2 separate regions of the Anas platyrhynchos genome follow, and region 2 is linked to region 1. A link is a contact called in public Hi-C data. All regions are on one chromosome and are shown on one strand. Each heading gives the region's core, a stretch centred on a gene start, on an enhancer-like site or on the middle of the called end of the contact. The rest is flanking DNA. Distances are from core to core; before and after follow the strand shown.

Region 1 (4,866 bases), core at 942-3,441:
TTCAGTTCCCCAGATGTGAAATCCATCCACGTCTTCCAGGAGCAGCAGGAGAACACAGAAGTCCTGCCCTGCCAGGGTGTCAGCGCCGTGCTGGGAAGTCATTAGCAGTGGTAACCCACAGGGTGCTTCCTCTCCACCAGTTTCCTGAAAAGCAGCTCCGAAAAGCACCAGGGATCCCGGGTGTCAGGGGGCTGTGGGCAAGAAAGATGAACCATGGCCATGGCCTTGGCTTTTGTTAACAACCTTTGCTATTTAAATAAAAGTCCTTCAGTAGTTGGAAAAGGGACTGGGAGGGGTGTCCTTGCAGCGTGGGAATTTGTCAGGTGCACGGAGGTGTCGCTGTAGGGTCAGCTGTGAGGGGATGGATGCAGAGTGACGGCAGCAGGGCCCTATCACGTGCTTGTGGGTTTCCCTTCTGCATTCTGCATCCCAGCTCTGTGTTTGTGCAAGAACCATTCAGGAAGCTGCCAGGGGAGCATTGACTTTGGCATTTTTTGCAATCTGGCAAAAATGGGGCTCACACCCAACTCCCTCCCTTTGCCCACAGCCATTGGGAGGGTGCTGCTCAGCGTGTGCTTTTGGTGGCAATGTGTGCCGTTTCCACATCACCCCTGAGTGGCAGAGTGCTGGTCTGCTTCAGCAAGGCAGTGGCTGGGGGTGAGCACCCCGGAGCAGCGTTTTAGCCCTTTTGTTCTCCCCCTCTGCAGTTTCCCATGCATGGCTGGGCAGTGCTGAGGACCTCCCATGTCCCCTGTAGCTGTTCTCGGCTTTCAGAGAATCATTCAGATTGGGAAAGAGCTCTGAGATCATCTGGTCCAACCTTTAACCCAGTACTGACAAGTCCACCACTGAGCCATGCCACCAAGTCCTACATCTCCACGTTTCTTGAAGACCTCCAGGGCTGCTGACTCAACCGCTTCCCTGAGCGGCCCCTGCCAGTGACACAAAACACTTTGAGTAAAGGAGTTTCTCCTAATACTGAACCCAAACCTCCCAGGTGCAACTTGAGGCCGTTTCCCCTCCTCTCCTCACTTGGATGAGCTTTGTTGGGTTTGGGAGGGATCATTCATATCACACCGGGTTCCTCTGCACGTGTTTAGAGGTGGTTCGGTGGAGCCTGTGACAGGATGCTCAAGGCTGAGGCTCTGTAATGTGAAAATAATCCTGCCCATGGTTATTTTCACCTTGCTCAGCCCCAGGACGGGGATGTACCAGGTGTGAAGGAGCATTTGCTTAGGCTGGGGCTGCCACCACCCCGGGGAGAGCTGTGCTGGGAGCTTCGCATCGCAGTGATCCCCGCTGGGCTTTGTGGAGGCGAGGATGGGGGCAGCGAGCCCTGCACCTGCACGCCCTGTTTGCAGGCAGCTACAGGCTGCGGAGCCCTGTGTGAGCCTCGGCAGGTGGTTGTGCAGCCCAAAAGCTGCTGGGTGACCCCTCCATGAGCCCGCCACCGGGGAGCCTGCCCCGGGCTTCCCCCAGCCCATCAGCAAGCACTGGAGTGGCGATTTCCTGGCACACAGCAGCAAAGTCCGGCAGCACATGGACAGGGCTTCTTTCTGAGGGCCTGGCATCCGTGGGAGACTGTTGTGTCTGTTGTTTGGAAACCCAGAGAAAATAGTCAAGGGAGCCAGTTGCAGATTTTTCCAGTCACCTAGGAGAACCCAGACGAGCAGGAAAAAATGCTGCATGGTGAATTCCTATCTTGGGATGCACAGCTTTGGTCTGCTTCCCTGCCAAGCCTGGACTAATTAAAGATGATTAAAGAAACACATTTTGTGATGATGGCAGGGAATTTCTGAACATGCGGCAGATAGAAAAGAGGGTCTGGTTTCTGAAAACACCCAGCTGGGAAAAAAGAGCCTTTTTTAACCTGAGTGTGAAAGGGTTCTGGTGCGGGTTGCTGATAGCATAAGCAGGCTCCAGCATATTAATTTATCTCTGGGCTCCAAACTTTACGGGGTGTGATTTCCGTTTCTTCGCTGCTACATTTGATGTCAGACACTTTGTGCAGCTCTGCTGTTGAAATAATCCCACAGCTCTGAGGAGGAGGTCTCAGAGGGAGCAGAATTCAAACTCTGTGTAAACATTGCCCAGGCAAGAGAGATTCAATATTAACACTTCCAGGATGCCTCTGGAAATGAAAACGGCTCTCGCTTTCGGGGCAGCACGCCGTGTTGTGTGCGCCCTCAGCAGGCTGCTGGGGGCTCTGCCCTGATCGCTTCCCTGTGCTGCTGGTGCCAGGCTGGACATTAACTCCCCTCTGGGTTTCTGCCTTGCAGCAGAAGAAGTCGTACCTGGAACGAAGCGTGAAGGAAGCAGAAGATAACATCAGAGAGATGCTGATGGCCCGGAGGGCGCAGTAGCTGCGTGGTTCCCGACAGGCCTGCGGCACCCTCTGGGTGATGCTGGGCAGCTCCGCCGGTGCCGCTCACCACTGCGGGTCTACGTGACGGCTGCTACTTGGCAGTGTTAATAAACTCTACCCCACAGCCTGTGTTAGCTCCTTCTCTCTGCCTCTGTGTTGCGCAGCTGCTGCCTCCCCTGCTGGAGTTTACAGTAGGTGGTAATAGGGCTCGGGGTGGGTGTCCCCGGGGAATCCTGCTTTCCTCGCACCCCGACAGACACGGGGTGCTGCTGGCTCTGGGCACCCCTCGCATCGTGTGGCTGCAGTCAAGCTCCTGACCTGTGCTGGAGCCGGCTGGCAGGATCAGGCTGTCAGGAGCTGCTCCAAATCACCTCCACCGCTGCCTTTTGGTTGCTGCCCCCTAAACCTCCCATAGCAAGTCCTGGGCCAGCCTGAATGACTTTTGTCCCTGCATCCTATGACATGTTCCTCCCTCAAGCAAGCGACTCCGTAGTCTGAGCTGTGATGCACGTCACTGGGTGTCACACCTGGATGCTGGGGCTGCAGTTTCACAGGAGCAGCCCTGGAGGAGGGCCCAGACAAGGTGCTTGGACCTTGCTTCGGTTCCTGCCTGCCACTGGGCCCGTGTGGAGCTGGGCCCAATGAACATGGTGCTGCTGCTTGCTGGTGGGCAGGATGGCTCTGCCAAGCCCTACAGCCCTAAGCAGAAGTCCAGGAGGTGAGTGCGTGATGTCTGCCCTGCTCCATGTGTCCATCTGCTGGGCCTGGGCACGGAGCAGGCTGGGTTTGGGCAGGGGAGCCCAGTGGCAAGGGTGGCCTCGCACAGAGCTGGGGCTGAGCTTCACCCTCGTGCCCAAGCCCAGTGCTGGCCTAGCCTGGCACTGGGGAAGGCTCTGCCCAGGCTTGCTGGGGCCCTGGTGAAGCCCTCACTTCTGCACCACATGCCTGATTCCCACCCCATTGCCTCAGGCAGCTCTTCAGCACTAAATTAATCCATGGCTTTATTTACTGTCACCCATCTCTTTACCCTTACCAAGCTGATGCTCTACAGCATGATGCTGGAAACACCCAAGTGGGATCAGGCCTCCTAACTGCTTGAAGCCAGGTCCATCACTGCTGCACCGCAGTCAGTGCAGGCAGGAGGCTGAGAACAGACAGTGATGGGGGAAGCACACTCTCTACAGGACAGATTTATTGAAACAATCGTGACCTAGCAAAGAAAATCAACTGTTGGCTTTAATTGTTGCATATATCTTCATTTCTAGGACTAGGAAAATTTCAACTGATAAATATACATTTCATCAGAATGCCTTTGGCTGAAATACACCACGAGCACATTCTTCAAAGTTACAACAAAAGTCTTAGAAATGTTAAAAAGGGATTTCCCTTTACTAAAATAAGGAGTGCACCCCCCACCCCAACAAGGCGCTAGGACTGACAGACAGGAACTCTTGGCTGTGCAAAGCAGAGCGTTGATTACAGTAACAGAAAGGAGTCGGGAGAGGAGTGGGGAGACTGCATAGCACTCAGTAAGAGGTACGAGAGGTGGCTTCGGCAGAGTCAGGTCAGCATGTCCCAGAGGCAGCAGCAGCAGAGCGCGGTCCAGCACGCCGTCAGGCAGGCGCTCTCGCCTGAGTCGTCCCTTCGCCGCTCCTCCACGACGTACACTGCAGGGACAAGAGAGCTCGGTCAGTCAGGGGCCCGTCGGCTCCCCGGCATTTCTGGTGGGTTGCCCATGCCTGCCCGAGGCCGAAGGGGCAGTTACGCATCCCCCAAGGACTGCAGCAGGGAGCTGATCCTTGACGGGTGCCTCCACTGATGCTCAGGTGAGTGCGTGCAGGGCACGTGCGGAGCTCCCATGATGGGTCTGACAGAGCCTCCAGCCGTGGTTTCATCCCAACAGCAGCAGCAACCCACAGAGCCCCACTCACAATAACGACGGGGTGATTGCTTACCATACACCATTGGGGCAGAACAGGCTTAACTTAAGAAAAAAATCATTTAATTTATCATCAGTTAAAATAAACGTGGGTAGTGAGACAGACAAACATTAACACAACACCTTTCCTCCCTTCCTCTCCCAGCCTCAATGTCACCCAGGTCCCTGGCCACTGGTGGGTGCAGGAGGACTGGGAGGAGGAGGCTGCTGTCAGCACACTGCAGTTTCTCTCTTTCACTCCCTTCTCCTTGCACTTTCCTGCGGCCTCCCTGATTTCTTTTGCTCTGTAAGGCTTTGGTGCTGGGTGTGCTGTCCCACTGCCTGGGTAGTTTGGGCTTTTCTCCCTTCGTCACCTTCACGGCCCTTGGTTGGCCTCTCTCCAGTAGCTCCATGTCCCTCATGTCCTGGGGAGCCCAGAACTGGACCCAGCACTCCAGGAGTGGCCTCGCCAGTGCTGAGCAGAAGGGAAGGATCACCTTCCTCGACCTTCAGCCAACACTTGGCCTTAATGCAGCCCAGAACACTTTGATCTCTCTGCAGCAAGGACACATTGCTGACTCGT
Region 2 (4,866 bases), core at 856-3,355, 81 kb after region 1:
GATCAGCTAAGCAGGACTAAAAGACTCCTTCACAGAGTGGATGAAATCCACTCTTCTGTTTAGCATAAAATATTTGTGGATTATAAGAACATATTGACAAGGTAGCAGAGGCATGGATCTTGAGGTAGGATGCTCAACCAACTGTTCCTTCCAACTTTAAGAGGATGTGGCAAGTCCTCTGTTCCCAAGCAGGCTGGCTGCTACCAGTATGGCACATTGCTGCGTCCCCATCTTCTGTGAGATGTTGTTTACGTAGCTCTGAAAGGAAACCTCCAATACTCACACCACAAAGAGCAAACTCCAATTGTGCAGATCAACATATACAGAACAAACAAGTGCGTAGATTCCTTACTGGATTGAGAGTAATTGATGCTGTTGAGCTCACATGTCCCTATTTAAAATGGAACCTCTTGTTGCATTCAGCTAATTACTACCCCTTGCACCCTGCACCCATCTGCTGATGCTACAGGCTGTGACTTTGAATCTTTGATCCTTGCAGAGGTAAACTGCAACCAGCACTGGCAAATGGGCGTGTTCAACGCTTGTTCTAGCACTGTAGGTTAGTAGCTCCACTCATCGCAGAAGTTCAGGACCTGCCTTTTGTGTTGCAAGGATATATATGTGTGTGTGAATGCAGCCCTTCAGACACACAGCTGATATCCAAAGCAGTAATTTGAAAGGGTTCTAGTTAAAACCAGGAATACAGTTGTACCTACCTGGAGGAGAGCAGAGGCAGTGGAGCTGTGCACGCGTCATTAAACACTGTTGTGGTTTAAAAAACAATGCGCAGCTCAACTACAGCACACTGCTCTCTCACTTGCCCTCCTCAGAAGGAGAAAATATGATGAAAAAAAAAGCTCATAGGTTTAGCTAAGGACAGAGAGATCACTCACCAATTACTGTCATGGGCAAAACAGACTCAGCATAAGGGAGATTAATGTAATTATTGCCTACTATTAACAGACAAGAGCAGTGAGAAATAAAAGCAAACTAAAACTACCTCCCCCCCATCCATCCTCTTCTACTTCCTCCCTCTGAGTGGCACAGTGAATGAGGAATGGGGGTTGTGATCAGTCCACAACGCTTCACTATGTGCTACTCTCATGGTCACTCTCTTCCCCTGCCCTGGCATGGGGTCCCTCCCACAGGATACAGTCATTCTCAAATACCAGTTTGGGCTTCACACAGACAGCAGCTGTTCAAGCACTGCTCCAACATGGGTCCATACCTTGGGGTCCATCCCCCAGGAGCAAACTGCTCCAGCACGGGACCCCCATGGGTGGCAGCTCCCCCCAGGTCCCCTGCTCCTGTGTGGGCTCTTCTCCATGGGCTGCAGCTCTGGCCTGGGGCCTGCTCCTGCAGGGGCTCTCCATGGGCTGCAGCCTCCTCCAGGCCACATCCACCTGCTCCACCGGGGGCTCCTCCACCCATGGGGGGGCTGCAGCGTGGAGATCTGCTCCATGGGGGACCCATGGGCTGCAGGGGAACAGCCTGCTCCACCAGGGGCCTCTCCACAGGCTGCAGGGGAACTGCTGCTCTGTGCCTGGAGAGCCTCTTGCCCTCTTTCACAGATTTTGGTGGATGCAAGCCTGTTTCTTATTCCAATCTCTCCCAGCTGCTGTGGCACGGCATTTTTTCCCTTTCTTAAATCAACTCTCCCAGAGGTACAACCGGACACGCTCATGACTCAGCACTGGCCAGTGCTGAGTCCTTTTTGCAGCCAGCTGGAGCCCCAGTATCTGGGCTCTTCTCACAGCACCCCCACCCCTGCAGACTCCCTACTACCAAAACCTTGTCATGCAAGCCCAATACAACACCCCCCCCCCCCCCCCCCCAAATTCCCAATTTCCAAAATTTCCAAAGTGGAAAAAGACTTGTCCTGGAAGTTCTCATTGATGCCCACCCAGAGAGGAACAGAAAGGACACAAAGGCGTTTCTGCAGCTCCTCATGGCCGGACTGCACCATGGAGCTGAGGGAAGCCCTGGGGTGCCAGAGGTGCCTGGTCTGGAGCCACACAGGGAGGAGCCCATTTCTGTCCCCAGAGCAATGCTGGACCCAGTGCCACAAGGAAGCTAGCTCCTCATTGTGGCTGCAGGAGACAGAGACAAATCAGTGGGTAGGAGCTGAAGCAATTGTGTCTCTTGGCATTTTTCAGCCTTGATGCCCAATTGTTTCTGTTTCTTGAATTAAGCTTGAAGTCAAGAAGACTTTCTACAACTCCTGGAGCTGGATCTGAGTTTTCACACTAGCCCTGGGCTCAGTCTTGATCTCTCTGAGATAGGTGGTTTGTCCCATGAGCTTGACCTTTCCCCAGAAGTCTGGACCCTCAAGTGGACATGGACCTCTGGGTGCCCTGCAAGCCTCCAGGCTGTGCACAGATTCAAGAAGGGCATCTGCTGCTCCACCCAGTGCTACTGGAGCTCACTCTGATGGTGTTTGGCAGCCACCAGGAAAGGAATTTGGTTGGATCTCCTGAGATGCAAGCACTTGGTTGACTGTAAACAAACCTATTTAAGTAGTTGCCCCTCTGCCTAGCAGGCAGTTTGGAGAACATGGGAACTTTGGCCCTAAGGAATTTGTAGCTTGTAACTTCTGGACTACCTGTCATATAATCACGTATGTGAGAACAATGAAGGCATCTCATTATAGGCTGTTCACAGCAACTGTGGTAGCAAACAAAGCCTTTTTGGAGGATATTCAGAGATGATCCCTAAATATGATTTGATGGAGTGGGGGAAACAGAATAAGGGTTTGAAGCCATCCCTCATGTATTGCAACACTAATGACTGCTGACTTGTCCTTCAGTGGTGCTGCCCACACCTGGGAGGAGGTCCTCTGTCCCCAGACTCTGTCTTTGCTGCGGGCATAAATCCGCTCTTTGAACCATGCTCCAGTGCCTTTCCTGGGTAGAATTCACAGTTTTTTTTTCAATGAGAAGGAGGACCTGAAGCACAGACCAACCTTGTTGATAGATGGAAATACGGTTTAGGGCCGGTCCTCTTCAATGTTTTTATAAATTATTTGGATGTAGGTGTTTTAAGCAAATTTGCTGATGACACCAAACTTGGAGGAGTTGTGGACTCTGTTGAGGGTGGAAAGGTCTTACAGAGAGAGCTGGACAGATTGGAAAGCTGGGCAATCACCAACCACATGAAGTTTAACAAGAGCAAGTGCTGGATTCTGCACCTGGGAAGGGGCAACCCTAGCCATACATACAGACTGGGCGATGAGACGCTGGAGAGCAGCCCCCACAGAGAAGGATCTGGGGGTTGTGGTTGACAGCAAGCTGAATATGAGCCAGCAGTGTGCCCTAGCAGCCAGGAGGGCCAACTATACCCTGGGGTGCATCAAGCATGGCATCGCTAGTCGGTCAAAGGAAGTGATTGTCCCACTCTACTCTGCGCTGGTGTGGCCTCACCTTGAGTACTGTGTGCAGTTCTGGGCACCACAGTACAAGAAGGATGTAAAACTGCTGGAGAGCCTCCAGAGGAGGGCAACAAAGATGGTGAAGGGCCTAGAGGGGAAGACATATGAGGAGAGGCTGAGGTCACTGGGCCTGTTCAGCCTGGAAAAGAGGAGGCTGAGGGGAGACCTCGTTGCAGTCTACAGCTTCCTCACGACTCACGAGGGAGAGTGGAGGGGTAGGTGCTGATCTGTTCTCTTAAGTCACCAGTGATAGGACCCGAAGGAATGGTGTCAAGCTGAGGCAGGGGAGGTTTAGGCTAGACATCAAGAAGAGGTTCTTCACTGAGTGGGTGGTCGCACACTGGAACAGGCTCCCCAGGGATGTAGTCACTGCACCAAGTTTGTCAGAGTTTAAGAAGTGATTGGACTGTGCACGTAATCACATGGTCTGAAATTTTGGGTAGACCTGTGCGGTGCCAGGAGTTGGACTTAATGATCCTTATCGGTCCCTTCCAACTCGGGATATTCTATGATTCTATGGGGTGGAAAGAATACCTCCTTTCATTGTTATCAAGTGACTTACCATGGGGAGCACTAAGAAATGTTGCATTGTAGGAGGAATGTGGCAGTCACTTCATTTTTTTTAATTGTAATTCCTTTAATTTATTATTTTTTAAATATTTGTCTTAATCTCTTTCAGAACTGCCTTTGGGGTGTTGCCTGTTGCATTGTCATGGCCCTTGGAGCTGCCAGGATTTTACTGCTTTCTGTCTCACTGAGACCTGGTCAAAGTTTGAAAACCTGGGATGTCTGCTGTCCATAGCATAGTTGGAGGCTAACAGCTGGAAAATATTGCCCCATAATGGGTCTCAGTGTCTTGGGATCTTGCTGAAGAGGTGTGACATTTAAAATCTCTCAGGCCATAAGCCAGACCCTCACTGCAGAGGCAGCATCCCTTTATATTTCTCCACAAGATGCAATGTGGAAAACCCTGTAAAGGTACCGGAACTCATGATGTTCTGTTTCCAACAGTGCAAGAGAGGCTGCAGGGTCCATGCTGGCATAGTGTCTGCTGGGAAACAGCTTCACTTCTATGAAATAATTCCCATGCGTCTTGGAGGGGGATGGAGTAAGAGAGAGTGGCATGTGCTGGGATGACTCTTGGTGTAACACAAAGGGACGCTTTGGGGCCCCAGTTCCTAAAAGAGTAATAGCAGCACTCTGCCCTGGCAGCCCACTGAGCACTACTGTGGGTGTATTTTTATCAAGTGTGGGTTGTTTGCTGGCCATATGCTTTTAGATCCTCAAGTTCCTGCTCGGAGGAGAGAACCACAGCAGTTTCATAGCTCACCCAAATCCTGCCACTGGGGAGAGCAGGAATCACCTGGAGCTGATAAGAAACGTAGCCAGCACAGCAACAAGTCCTTCTCCCTCCCCAAGGACCATTATTAGGGTGGTTT

The links. A called contact is a pair of places that touch in the nucleus more often than the background predicts.
Region 2: a Hi-C map of subcutaneous adipose tissue shows a contact between it and region 1, with 3 times the contacts expected there. The contact joins two enhancer-like sites. A contact is called at or near these places in 4 of 8 Hi-C or Micro-C datasets (liver, skeletal muscle and subcutaneous adipose tissue).

The regions. Positions count from the first base shown.
Region 1 is chr14:11,661,885-11,666,750 of IASCAAS_PekinDuck_T2T, forward strand. PFDN1 (prefoldin subunit 1) reads left to right here. Exons shown (of 4, transcript XM_027468158.3): 4 at 2,280-2,499. The coding sequence ends at 2,363. CYSTM1 (cysteine rich transmembrane module containing 1) reads right to left here. Exons shown (of 3, transcript XM_013100909.4): 3 at 3,543-4,032. The coding sequence ends at 3,926. Among named protein-coding and RNA genes, the nearest start is that of CYSTM1, 22 kb to the right of the region's middle. Within about 2 kb of position 2,192, at least 2 of the 8 cell types and tissues checked have an H3K27ac peak or open chromatin away from gene starts, as enhancers often do.
Region 2 is chr14:11,743,271-11,748,136 of IASCAAS_PekinDuck_T2T, forward strand. No RefSeq gene overlaps it. Among named protein-coding and RNA genes, the nearest start is that of PURA, 12 kb to the left of the region's middle. Within about 2 kb of position 2,106, at least 1 of the 8 cell types and tissues checked has an H3K27ac peak or open chromatin away from gene starts, as enhancers often do.